Regions from separate parts of the Mus musculus genome. Here all the other regions are linked to region 4. A link is a contact called in public Hi-C and HiChIP or PLAC-seq data. All regions are on one chromosome and are shown on one strand. The core of a region is the stretch at or near the end of the contact, and the rest is flanking DNA. Distances in the headings are between cores, read along the strand shown. Region 1 overlaps Tanc2 (tetratricopeptide repeat, ankyrin repeat and coiled-coil containing 2). Region 2 overlaps Marchf10 (membrane associated ring-CH-type finger 10). Region 3 overlaps Tanc2 (tetratricopeptide repeat, ankyrin repeat and coiled-coil containing 2). Region 4 holds the start of Tanc2 (tetratricopeptide repeat, ankyrin repeat and coiled-coil containing 2).

Region 1 (3,042 bases), core at 202-2,701, 170 kb after region 4:
CCTACTTTGAATATGACCTTTATTAAGTACAAATATCAAGTTTATGAATATACTAATATTGAATAATTTTATGATATGGAGTGTTACTATTGTCTAGGTTTCATGATTAAGTTTGTAACTAAGACATATCTTTTCAGCATTTGTGTTAACTTGTCATGGCCTACTTTGTATTTTAGTATCCTAGCATTGTTGACTTCTTACTCTAATGGCTGAACAGCAAAATGATTGATTTCCTTATTAAACTACATCAATATTTAATCACACTTTCAGTACTTAATATGAGTAATTTTTTTCTGGATAAAGGAAACTTCATTACAGCTGTTGTAATTAAACCTTAAAACTTCTTTCAGTACTTTTCTTAGTTAGTACTTGTATTTGAAGGCACAGAAAGCCAAGACAAGAAAGTCCTTTCTTAATAAAGAGAGGAAGTAACCAGAGGTGGTAGACAATTACAATTTATGCTCAAAGTTTTGGATAATAGATTTTAGCTTTTCCCATTTTCAATGACTTTTAAACAAGACCCATCTCCTGTATGAGGAATGCAGTTAATTTTTTTTTCTGGCACAAAAAATAGGGTAACCTGATCTGAGTCTGACAGAGTGTGTCGTTCATGTAAGTGCTTCCATCTGTTGCCTGCTGTTCCCCTTACTCATGACCCCTCTGTGTTTCTCTCTTTCCCTTTCCCCTTCTCTTTCCCTCTGTTCCTTTTTCCTTTTTCTCACCCCTCTTCTGCTTTCCTCTCCTTTTCCTTCTTTCTCTCTTTCTTTTTGTCCTTAGCCCCTCTGAGGAAGGCAAAGTTTGTTGAGAGCCCACGAATTCCAGAGTCCGAGCTTGGCTCCCCAACCCTCACTTCAGCTCAGAAACTGGACGTGGATGCATACTGCCCTGGTAAGCATGCATGCAGCGTCTGCTTTGAAAAGGGGAGGATTGCAGCAGGCCCACCCGGCAGAGCAGCCTTGCATGTATAGTACTCATAAAAACACGTTAATTCTTGCATCTTAATACTTATTCTCCTAAAAGAGCATAGGTTTTATAAAGTACATGTTGTTTTATCTACTGATGAGAGTATTGCAAACAGTTTCAAAGATAAATTTCAAAGTAATTTTGGCAGATGAGGTTTTCAGGATTATTTTTGTGATTTGAAGTAATTAAAGACATGTGATAGTGGCCCTGTGTGGACAGGAGCATCAAAGATATGTGTAAGAATGTTCATTCAGTACTGGACCTTTTGATTATGACTTGTGCCTAATTGTTGTTGGAATTCTGGATAGTTGCAGAAAATGCTTTAGATATTAGAAATATTAAAGTTGAATTAGATACTGAGCTTGATTCCTCTTGAACACTCACTTTTACAGATACCCTCTTCTTGTGAATGGCCTGTAAACACATGTGGACTTCACTAAATCCTTCTTGTGTGGGAGCCAAACAGACAGGCTCATTATTAGTGCTCAGATTCTTTCAGACTTCAGTGAGTTGCCTGGCAGCATCCTTTACACTCTTCTCTAGAGTGAGTCCATAGAACTGTGTCAGAAACATTCGTAGCTCCAGTTGAAAGTACAGTTCAGAACGGTAGCAAAGAACCTTGAGATACTTGGTTTTAGGTCTTTTGTTTATTCTTGCTCATTAAAAATGATATTAAACCACTGTGGAAAAATAACAATACTATATATTTTACTTGGAGTGAACAGGACAGAGTGATTCCTACTTCTAAATTCCTACTTCTGAAAATTTATCATTTTTCAGATCTGAAATGTCAGGGTTTTATCTCTGCAGCCAGATAGGACACACTTACAAAACAGTACAGGAAAACTTGAGCCACATCCTGATAAATAAGATATAATTGACCTTACGAATCCATTTTGAGTATTAAAAGATCTTGAGGGTTTTATTCTCAGACTTATCTTTCAGTAGTAGTATATATTAAATATGGGCTTCTCTTTTTCCCAAAGCAACAAAAGCTCTTCTGGTAGCATTGCATAAGTTCTTCATCCTGTCACAGCAAATGCAATATTGTACTTTGCATTCATTTGTAAATTAGTGTTATAAAATAAATGCTGAATCTTTTACTTTTTTTCCCCTAAGTGCCTCCTCTTACCACCTAGTACCTCTCTTTTCTTCCCCTTTCCTTATCTTCTTTTTACCCTCCTTCCTCCTTCTTTTTGCTCTACTCCTTTAAATCTGGGCTCTAACAGAGGGATGCATAGAAGTTAAGCAAACCCTGCTACACTGAACTGTGCTTCCAGCCCAAATGAGGCTTTTCCTTCTCTAGATTCACAAGTCAGAATGACTGTCAGGAGCCTAATCTCTTTAACACCATATTAATTATATCACTGATCGAATGTAGCTGTTGTTCTGGTTATGAAGCAAAGTAGTTGTGACTTGGGAATGTCTGTGCTAAATCGCTCTGGGCAGTCTTAGTAATGTGATTGTTTATGCATATTTTCCACAAGTATGGATTCTTTGTTAGTATAACCAAACTTGAGCTAAGGTTTTTAGAACACCAGGAAGAATGAAAACGCAGTGCCAGAATGTTTCCTACTGTGCTTCCTAGGCTTCACTTTATAATCTGAAGCAGGTTTATAGCATAGGCACGTTGTACTGATTTTGTTCTTTTATAGTAATGTTTTTAGATTTCCTAAAATAAGTTTCTATTAAGATAAGTGTGTAACCTGGAATTGAAGATAGTATTATCTCTAGGTAGTATCAAAAATAAGCAATAAACAAAATGAATTAAAGAGTACAGTACATATTAAACAAACAGAAGGCTGCCCCAGAGTCCAATGCTTTGTCGTCCCACTCCATTGATTAGAAGGTTTCAGAGGCAGCCTCAGATCTGAGATCTCTCTGCCCTTCTGCCCTTCTGCCCTCCCCTGTCTTTCTCCCCTGAAGTAGCATAGGGACAAGCATTCTCTGAAGTTGCATTGTCTGCCTAAAGATAGATTGTCCGACAACAGGAACTCAGTTTTTAGTAGTCCTCTTCCAGGGAACCTCACCAACGAGGAAAAATGACTGTGTCACAGGAAAGGACAATAAAGGTTGATC
Region 2 (2,906 bases), core at 349-2,848, 200 kb before region 4:
GAACCTGAGATGAAGCAAAGGGCTTTTGTAAAGAAAATGATAGATGCACATAAAGACACAAGAGCAGAGCAAAGCCATGCAAATCAAGAATCCGGGTTTCCCAGTTGTCAGCACTGCTGGACCAGCACATAGGTTCAATGTAATTCCAATGAAACAGCCCCAGCCAGCAGACTCAGCCCGTGTGTAGTCAAGGACGCTCGAAAGATCGTGGGGAGAAAGGCAGGTGTTAGGATGCTATGACACCAGGTCAGGAAAGGCAAAGGAGGCCCAATGGAGCAGAACAGACTCTGGGGTTGGCCCGCATCTGCAGAGCACAGGATGCATGATGTCGGTGGCTGTGTAGACCAGCAGGGACAATCTCAGGACAACTACTTCACAAGGGGGAAAATCCACACAAGGCCCAACATTTGGGAGGCAGAGGCCTCTATGACTTTGAGATCAGCCAGATCTGCAGAGTGAGTTCCAGGTCAGTCAGGGTTTCTGGCTATGCTATGTCAAAAATAAATAAAACTTTATTTACAAACATTTCCTAAAATGGACATTTTTGAAATGACATTAGGCTTTATTATATACAGAGAGATGGAACACACAGTAAAACAAATACTCAGCGAATGATAGATGCTTAATGCAGAGGCCCAGGTCAAGAAGCACTTGCATTTTACAAGAAATGATTTTGAGCCTAAAGACATCACTTTGGGATGGTTGGAGTCTAGACATCTGATCAGTACGTCTGAAGCTACATTTGGGGGTTGGTGGTGATGGGTTTATATAAGTTCTCTTGGTCTTAGCCATGGATGGTCTTCTTGTAGCTTGTTTAACCATGAAAAGAAAAGACACAAAGAACTAGAAAGCTCTTAGCAGGGTAGGTGTGGAGCCACCTGTGACCCCAGAACTTGAGTCGGGGGTGGGGTGGGGGGGACGGGGAGGGAGGAGCTGTGGCTAGCTAGACTAGCCGAAATTGGAGGGCTGTGGTTCAATGAGAGAACCCACTTCAAGAAACAAAGTGGAGAGTGACTGAAGAATTCACCTGATGTCAAGTTCAGGCCTCTGCATGGTCATGCACACACACACAGCTATGCACATATACATACAGAGGCACAAATGCACACGCATGTGTGCAGCTACACACACACATAAAGAGAAGCAAGCTCTTCTTTCTGAAGGGGATTGTATATGCAATCTGTTTTATTTCTCTCTTCTTTTTCCATTTTCAATTCATTGTGGTGAAATTTTTCTGCTTGCAAATGGACATCAATAGGGTGATTAATGGCCCGGAGGAGCCGTACTGACATGTACAAAGAAGGCTCATGCTCCAAGAATCAATTTCCAGATCCTTAAGCCAAGATTTGGGCACAGTAAACACCCTATCATAAAAGAGATGGTAGAAGGCTGACAGAGTTTAATGAAGGCTTTAAAAAGTATCCAGTTTCATGGCTGTGAAATATCCCTAACTCACCTCAGGAGGAAGGAAAGATCAAAGAAAAGGGCAACTTAAAAAAGGATGGTGTTTTTCTCATGCATGAGCGAGAGGGAGAGAGAGCACACACTTAGCATGGAGGCAGTTGGTTACTCCAGCCCCGCCCTTCAGAGAACTGGGGTAACTATGGTAACTGTTTGGAAGGTTTAAATTCTAGAACTGTTGGTTGGATTTGCAGGAAGTCTCAGGAGAGAGAGCTGTGAACTTCAAGAGCTGAATGGTTCCTTCTCTGGGGAGTTAGCAACCTTTTCAGAAAATAAAATAAAATAAATTCCCAGTTAATTGCTGAGGAGAGGGGAGAGCCCTGTGCTACCAGGCATCCTTGTGTTCCTGGAAATTTGCCTTTTATGTATGTATGTGTGTGTGTGTGTGTGTGTGTGTGTGTATGTATGTATGTATGTATGTATGTATGTATGTAAAAATATTCTTTCCCCCCATGCCTGCCCCTCTGTTTGCTAGTGTAAGTGTGGCGGTCAGAGGGCACTTGAGGAGAGTCCATTCTCTCCCACTGTATGGTTCTTGAGGATGGAACTCATCTCCTAAGACTGGCACCCTTACCCACTGAGCCATGTGGCTGGCCCTTGCCTTTCTGAAGTTTTCAAGGAAAAAGATACTTTGGCAAATATATGGATGAAGCTGAGTGGGACTGCCAAATTCTTCTTTGTATATACACATCTTTTAAGGGTAACGAATTAGGGATGATTTTTCCTAAAATAATCAGTCTCATTAACATGTCAGGGAAGAACATGACTGTGATTTAAAGTTCCCACACTTCTCTAATAAAGGCAATGGTTATCTCAGCACGGGGTGGGGGTGGAGGTGGAATAGGGGGCAGTGTATAGTTACAACAAATCCCTACCTTTCTTGCAATTTCCTGAGCTTCTCAGGATCTGCCTTTATTTCTGTGGCCTTTTCATCCATGACACCAGAGACTCTAACGGTGGTTCCGTTATCATTTTGATTTGCAAAATCAGATACTGCAAAGAAAGTAAAAGGTATATTTTCCTGCAGGGACCCAGGCATGTAGAAATGGCCTTGTAAATGTCGTCTTGTAGGAGAGCTGGGAGAGTCCCCTAAGGCCACACTGCTTTGTGGATTTGGTAGATCTGCCAGTAATGGAGGCTCCTGAATGTGACTCGTTGAAGCCATCTCCTGTGTACCCTGGGCTTCATCACTGCGGCCTTCAGCAGCGGCCAATGGATTTCTATTTCTGATGGGTGAGAGTGGCCGGCGTACATTAAACCTTAGGTTTTCCTCCAAGTCTGAACTTGGGACTAGGATAGATGACATGGACAAGTTTGCCGGGATGTCGTCTATCAGAGCAGAATGGAGCAGTGACCCATGAGCACTGTAAGGTGGATTCATGGATGATCTTGGAGCTGTGGGCCTCCCAGAAAGTAAGCAGTCAAATGAGGTCCTAGAACCACTA
Region 3 (3,004 bases), core at 10-2,509, 240 kb after region 4:
GCCCAGTTGTCATTTTATTTGTACCAGACCCTGTCTACATGATGTACATCCTTTCTTCTGCCAGGCCATAAGTGACTTTGTTTCAACTGACTCATGGTATTTTCCATGAATAAGTATGCTTCAGTCAAAAACCATTTAGAGCATTCATGTCCCAACTTTCCATTCTGCCTCCTCTCCCCTTTAGCTGTTTCTATTTACATTTGAATGAGCAGGTTTGTTAACTTTAATAAATCTTGGGCTTATTTGATTTTCCTTTGTTTTTTGGGTTTTTTTTTTAAGGTTTATCCTTGCCTTTAAAAAAACGAGATTTTTTTTCTATAACCTAAATATATAATTGTAACTAGTGATGAGCTTATAAGAGAATAACCCTAGAAATAGTTCATGTGTTACCACAAGCATAATTTACATTGAAAAGATGCACACACTGAATGAGTCTGAAGTGGTATGCAGGAAGGTTATATTTATTGATTGGTTTTCTGTATGTCTGTGTGTGCATATAGGTTTGTGCATGTACCCTAGCACGTGCCTATAAATGTCAGCACAACTTGTGGGAGTCAGTTTTCTACTTCTGCCAGGAGGGTCCTGGGTATTGAATTCTGACCAGCCTTGGTGGCAAGTACCTTATCCACTGAGCTTTCCCACAAGCTCAAGAGAGTGGTTCTCATATCTCTTGAAAAAGTTTCTTTCCAAAACTCATCTTACTTGAATCCTGTGTTAGAATGTTTTCTCTGTATATTATTTTGTTTAAAATTTTTTCAGATATACAAAGAGTTGGAAAAAATAATAAGTGCTTCTTGATTTTTTTCATGTGTCTTCTCATGTATCCACATCATTCTTACCCTGTCTTTCTATGAGCATTTCCACGCAAATTATGGTTAGTATAGTTTACTAGAATATTTTTAAAAGGGTGGGTGTGGTGGTCTTCTTACTTCCCTGGGAGCGCTGCCTGGTACCCATACACTGCCACTGAATAGGACTAAGTCACCTTCTCCTTCAGGAGAAGTTGCAGTAGTAACTTCTCAATGGAATATTTTGGTGGTTTCTACCATGGGAAAGCTCTTTGAAACTAGCTGATATCCAAAATAAACAGTCATTTACGAATGATCTGACAGAGAATATTATTTCCCTGCCCCCACAGTCCTATCCTAAATTTATGATTGGGTACATTAAAAATAAGGCTTTCTTTTAACGTCAGTCTGACAAAAGTCCTAGGTACTGAGATACAGAAACTGTTTCTTGGCTCTTCTTGGTGCCTGCAGTTGTTTTACCATATGGCACTGCTCTAATTTTGTCTGTGTTCTTCTCTTGAGACTTTTGTGAATAGATTACATTTTTAGAAAAAGTTTAAAATAACTTTTTAAAATGTCAAAGCCTTCTCAGTAGGATAAGGTGCCATGCAACATTGTGTCCACGAGAGGCCTTGTCTTTGTTTGGCTCTGTATCCAGTGCTGACCTAGAACTCTCTGTAGCCTAGGCTGACCTCAAACATGAACTGATCCTCCTGCCTCTGCCTCCCAAATTCTGAGATTACATGGATGTGCCATCTGCCCAGTGCCAGAAGCTATCTTAATAGAATTATTCTCTAAAATGGAAATACGTTGAATCACTGCTTACTCCATATTCCATATTATAAATTAGCTTTAATCAAATTCAGGAAAGCCTCCTTTGAAACAAAATCTAGAGTAATCTTAGACCCAAAGAGATAATTCAGTTTAAAAAGGAGTTTAGCCTCTCAGTAACTATTCTCACTGGAAATGCAGTCTCTGGCCAGACTTGTGTTCTTCCTCCCACAGGCAGCGTAGCCACACCAGGCCCTCTCGTGAGCACTGAGGGTCTGAACGCTGGTCCGTGCCTGGACAGCACACACTTTCCCAATAGAGCCATCTCCACAGCCCCCAAACATAATTCTTAAAGGCAAGGACAGAGACAAGCTAGGAAGCAAACAATGATAAACCTAGTTCATCCCCTGCAGTGCTCACATCCTGTACAGAAGATGCAGTATCATAGAAAAGGCCTGGACCTAGCAGTCAGAATTGGATTTTTATTCAAATTTTAAAACCAGTTATGTGGACTTAAGTCTCTAGTCCTAAAGAGAGAGACACAGCTATAAAAATATTATAAGAATTTGTTTTTCAAGAAAAGTTCACGATTTCCCTTCTGATCAGAAGAGCTCACCCTGAAGCAGGCCTGAGCAAGAGTTGACCTCACTTCCTTTTTACTTCCCTAAGGCATGTATCAATGGGTCATGCCAACTAGGTTTTGATCTTTGTATTTTCTCCTTCCTCTCTGGAATTCTGACATAGCCAGTTCACTCTTTCTCTCTCCCTCTTCCTACCAAGCTCCTTCCCCTCTTGGCTTCCCACTCCTGTCCTCTAGAAAAGGTACTGAAGTACCCAAGATCCCCTCTGAGTTGTTAGCCACTGATACAAGTGACATCACATAAAATGATGAAAAGAACTCCAAGAACCAAAGCCTTCAAAATAAACTGTTCAACTGCTCACCTCTCTAGAATTTAGGCAAAACTTAACCAGGAGACTGATGAATAAAAATGATACTTAGCTTCAACATTTGATGAATCTTTAAGACTGCCAGTTGACTACTAGGAGAGTAGAACAGAGAGACTGGATGGTGACACGGAAATAAAGTCTTTGCAAAACTGATTGAGAGAGAGCAAAGCACAGTGGGATGCTCTTGGATGCCGGCTGTGTGGGAGGCTGAAGCAGACAGCATGCTTGGGCCCAAGAGTTTTAAGACCAGTATGCACAATATATTCCTTGTCTCAAAATAATGACTATAGCTACTTCAGAAATGTCACATGAAAGAACTACATTATCAAAACAACAGTGAACCTTCAAAGGAATAATTCAAAATCTCTGCTTACTTACCATATTCAAATGAAATTCATATTCAAAATGAAATTCTTTTAAAAAATAGAGAATGTATAAAAACATTGAATTTTTTTCATTTATCAGAAAAAGTAAACTGAAGATTCTAAGACATTAGA
Region 4 (3,248 bases), core at 215-2,714:
TTTTAAAAATATTGCATTGAAATTAATATTTTTTTTAAAAAAATCAAAGAAATTACATAAGTGCTATGGGGTTGGGGTAGATTCAGATAGACTGTTATCAAAATAAGCAACCAATCAATCAATTTCTCCACCTTCTAAACGGCACTGAAACAACACCCTTGATTGATGCAATTTGTGAATCTATTTCCAATCATGGCATTTCATTAAGAAGCAGATGACGAAAAAGTCATCTCAGTTAATGGGATGGAAGTTCACCCAAGCAAAATATGCAACGATGATTGCTTTGTATCATCTTGTAGCACGCACTTGGGAAAAAATTTTTATTCCAAGAATCCTGCAAAGTTGAAGGGCTGTTTTCGTGGTTTGAAGCAAGCTGAAGACCATCTAGGCAGAGAGTTTGGGGAGAAACATGACTGAATAGCCTCCAATGGGGTCTTAATGTGATGACTTTCTATGCTTAGCCGGGTGCCTTGAAATCACTATAGTTCTTATTGAAGCTGGTAATGACAGAGGCAGCGTGTCAACTTTACTGAAGTCTAGCAAGCTAAGGTTAGAGAACTGTCATCAATTGTTCCAGATGACAGTTTTCTTTCTTCCTCTCTATTTTCCCTCGCCCCCCCCCCGCCCCCAAGCCATTGTTGTTTTTCCTCCCATCCCTGTTCGAAAGGCAACGGTGGCATCTTGAAAGCAGTCTACACATTACCACTGAGACGCAGGAGAGGAATAACTGACACTTGTTGGCGTCGATGACTTTGAGTGACACGTGTGCCTGTGGTGACCAGAGCCGGGGGCAGTCTAGAGGAACGTTCGGGCTATCAAAGCAGGAGGAAAGGCCCCCAGAAGTGGGCGCACGTGACAGCAGCAGCCACCTCGAGAGTGACATCATCTCGGGGGGCGGAGCCAAACTCTTTAGGGCCTTGTCAGCTATTGAGCTTCCTCTCCTCTTCCTTACCAAATGCCTTCGACCCCACCAGTCCAAGCCCCCTGAGGAAACCAGAAATGCCTACACGTCCTGCAGCGCCAGGGCCCCCTCTGTCAGCGCGGAGCCGGGGTTCACCACCACCAGCTCTCGCAACGCCTCCCCGCCCCCAGGCCGTGGAGGGGCGGGGGGCGGGGGCGCGCGCGCTCCACCACGCACGCGCCCCCACGCACGCGCTCTCCCTCCGCGCTCGCGCTCCTCCCCAACCCGGCCCGGAGGGGGCGGGGCTGCGGGCGGCCTCCGAGGGTGCGACGCCCCCGGCGCGGCGGCGGCGCTAGAGAGCGGCCTGCCGGGCGCGGGTTGCTGGGCGCGCGCTGCTCCGGCGGGGCCCGCTGGCCACAGCCGCCTCGCGCCAGCCGCCCGCCCGCCCAGCGCGGCCAGCTGCGAGCGCCGCTAGCGCGGGGCCCCAGGCGGCAGGCGCCGCGCTCCCTCCGCCGCCCCGCGCGCCTCCTCGGGCGGCCCCGCCCCCGTTCCCATCCCCCTCGCGCTCACCTCCCGGCTGTGCCGCGCGCGAGGCGGAGCGAGGCGCCCGCCGCCGCCGCGGTGCTGAGGGGCGAGCCTGTCCCCCCCGCGCCGCCGCTGACAGGAGGACCGCAGCGGGCTGCCAGCGCTCGCCGGCCGCGAGGCCCCGCCGAGCCCGACTGAGGTGCGGATCCTCCGTGGGGCGTCCGCGGGCGGCGCGGTCCTCACCGGAGACCACTGGCACGCGGGCTTGACCCCGAGGTGCGCCGCGCCCCTTAGAACGGCAGGTAAGGGCTGGGCGAGCAGGGAAGAAGGGTCGGTGAGGGTGAGGTGACAGGGGCGTTCGCTTGCGACGCCTCAGCTGCGGGGGCTGGGGCGAGCAGGGAGACTGGGAAACGGACAGTGAAGTGCCTCCGGTGTCGAAGGCGTGGGGAAGGCAGGCTGCCTCCGAATGAATGTGGGACCGAGGGCGGCTTCGGAGGGCTCCGGGGTCTACCACTTGGTTGTCACCGAGGTTGGTCTTGGTATTTGGTACCTGGAGGGTCTTTGGATGACGGGGACCGGGATGAGATGCGAGGCAGATTGCTAAACGTGGCAAGGAATGTGGTGCAGAACGAGTTGCAAAATGTGTCCCTGAATGCAGCATAAAAGTAGTTGTGAAATGTGCCAGGTAAAGGCACAGGATGGGCTGGCCTCTGTGGCGTAGAAATGCATGGTAGAAGTGTTATTAGGAACATGAATAATTCCTTTGGGGAAGGAGGTGTACTATAATAAAAGACTAATGGGGCTTTTGCTACATATTCTGTCGTAGGAGATCGAGAGGAGCTGCGATTTTTGACATGGGGAAAGTACCCACGTGAAAGCAAAAAAAAAAAAAAAAAAAAAAGATTGTCTGATTGTGAGATGGGAAAGGAAAAAAATGGGGCTAAAATGATTTCAGATTTTGTCATCAACATGTAGAGCATCCATGCAATTGTAGCCTGTCTCTCTATTCCAGGTGTGGAATGTTTAAAATGTTTCCCAGAAAACATAAACAATGGTCATTAGCATTAGGAAAAGATTGGATGTCTTTCACTCTCTCCTCTGCTCCTCTCAAGGAAAAAAGAAAAAAAAGAAAAACACAAACAACAAAAAAAGACAAACAAGCCAAGCACCCTGACTGTAATTGTGTGTTCAGGATCGTTAGGCAAAGGGAACGATTTTTCATGTGTCCCTGCCTTGGCTTTTTTACAGGTGAAAATAAGTGGAACAAGGAAAACAGAACAATATGGTGAACAAAAGGGATAAATTTTCAGGCATTTTGAAGGGTTGGAGCCAAAAGCTATGGCAGTGGCTAATTACAGAGCCTGGCAATAGTGGAATATTCTGGTATGTTTTAGCTCTTGAGATGGGATGGTGAGATAAGATAAAAACGCTATACAGTAAATTGGCATAAAATGCAGCAACATGGATACTGTCAATGTAGTTAGTGTTCCTTGTAGCATTTACCAGGTAAATTGTCTTCGGGATGTGAGGGAAAACCAGAAACAAATGAAACAACTGTTCCTTACCTCTCTTCCTCCTCCTTTCAACCCCATCTTTCTCTCTTAAGTGTGTGTGTGTGTCCACATGCTACAAAACGTTGTGACTTCCATCTAAGAACATCTGTGTTTTGAGAGGATTGTCAGAACATACTGTAATTTCAAAAGTAACAAAAGACAGCTAGATGAGCCATTAAAAATAACGTGTGTATACATTGAGTATCTGTGTAACTGAAACAAAAGCAGAAATATTTGATGTGTTCACCAGGGTGTATTTAATTATTGAT

Evidence for each region. Hi-C and Micro-C count contacts between places; a contact is called where the count stands out from the background. HiChIP or PLAC-seq counts read pairs in DNA pulled down with a chosen protein or histone mark.
Region 1: an H3K4me3 HiChIP or PLAC-seq map of neural tube shows a contact between it and region 4, with 3 times the contacts expected there. The contact joins the enhancer-like site here to the promoter of Tanc2 in region 4. A contact is called at or near these places in 7 of 39 promoter capture datasets (the 3T3-L1 cell line, 3T3-L1-derived adipocytes, frontonasal cranial neural crest and 4 more), 3 of 484 Hi-C or Micro-C datasets (the C2C12 cell line, the HL-1 cell line and myocytes) and 1 of 115 datasets of contacts at active chromatin or transcription factors (neural tube).
Region 2: a contact with region 4 is called in an H3K4me3 HiChIP or PLAC-seq map of forebrain, with 6 times the contacts expected there. The contact joins the enhancer-like site here to the promoter of Tanc2 in region 4. A contact is called at or near these places in 16 of 39 promoter capture datasets (the 3T3-L1 cell line, the C10 cell line, the SN4741 cell line and 10 more), 9 of 484 Hi-C or Micro-C datasets (bone marrow-derived macrophages, cerebral cortex, embryonic fibroblasts and 5 more), 19 of 115 datasets of contacts at active chromatin or transcription factors (CD8 T cells, VIP interneurons, bone marrow-derived macrophages and 14 more) and 4 of 9 other capture datasets (adipose tissue, liver, macrophages and 1 more).
Region 3: a contact with region 4 is called in a Hi-C map of cortical neurons, with 2.7 times the contacts expected there. The contact joins the enhancer-like site here to the promoter of Tanc2 in region 4. A contact is called at or near these places in 10 of 39 promoter capture datasets (the 3T3-L1 cell line, 3T3-L1-derived adipocytes, cranial neural crest and 6 more), 2 of 484 Hi-C or Micro-C datasets (cerebral cortex and cortical neurons) and 3 of 115 datasets of contacts at active chromatin or transcription factors (embryonic forebrain, neural progenitor cells and neural tube).

The regions. Positions count from the first base shown.
Region 1 is chr11:105,758,145-105,761,186 of GRCm38.p6, forward strand. The region is part of intron 4 of Tanc2 (tetratricopeptide repeat, ankyrin repeat and coiled-coil containing 2); the gene reads left to right. Among named protein-coding and RNA genes, the nearest start is that of Tanc2, 170 kb to the left of the region's middle. Within about 2 kb of position 1,452, at least 39 of the 459 cell types and tissues checked have an H3K27ac peak or open chromatin away from gene starts, as enhancers often do. A contact at or near this core is called in neural tube and second pharyngeal arch cranial neural crest, where this site is marked.
Region 2 is chr11:105,387,248-105,390,153 of GRCm38.p6, forward strand. It overlaps Marchf10 (membrane associated ring-CH-type finger 10), which reads right to left. Exons shown (of 12, transcript NM_172568.2): 7 at 2,337-2,906. Among named protein-coding and RNA genes, the nearest start is that of Gm39417, 61 kb to the right of the region's middle. Within about 2 kb of position 1,599, at least 17 of the 459 cell types and tissues checked have an H3K27ac peak or open chromatin away from gene starts, as enhancers often do. A contact at or near this core is called in embryonic limb bud and forebrain, where this site is marked.
Region 3 is chr11:105,827,037-105,830,040 of GRCm38.p6, forward strand. The region is part of intron 8 of Tanc2 (tetratricopeptide repeat, ankyrin repeat and coiled-coil containing 2); the gene reads left to right. Among named protein-coding and RNA genes, the nearest start is that of Cyb561, 120 kb to the right of the region's middle. Within about 2 kb of position 1,260, at least 6 of the 459 cell types and tissues checked have an H3K27ac peak or open chromatin away from gene starts, as enhancers often do. A contact at or near this core is called in cortical neurons, where this site is marked.
Region 4 is chr11:105,588,522-105,591,769 of GRCm38.p6, forward strand. It overlaps Tanc2 (tetratricopeptide repeat, ankyrin repeat and coiled-coil containing 2), which reads left to right and starts at 1,465. Exons shown (of 26, transcript NM_181071.3): 1 at 1,465-1,728.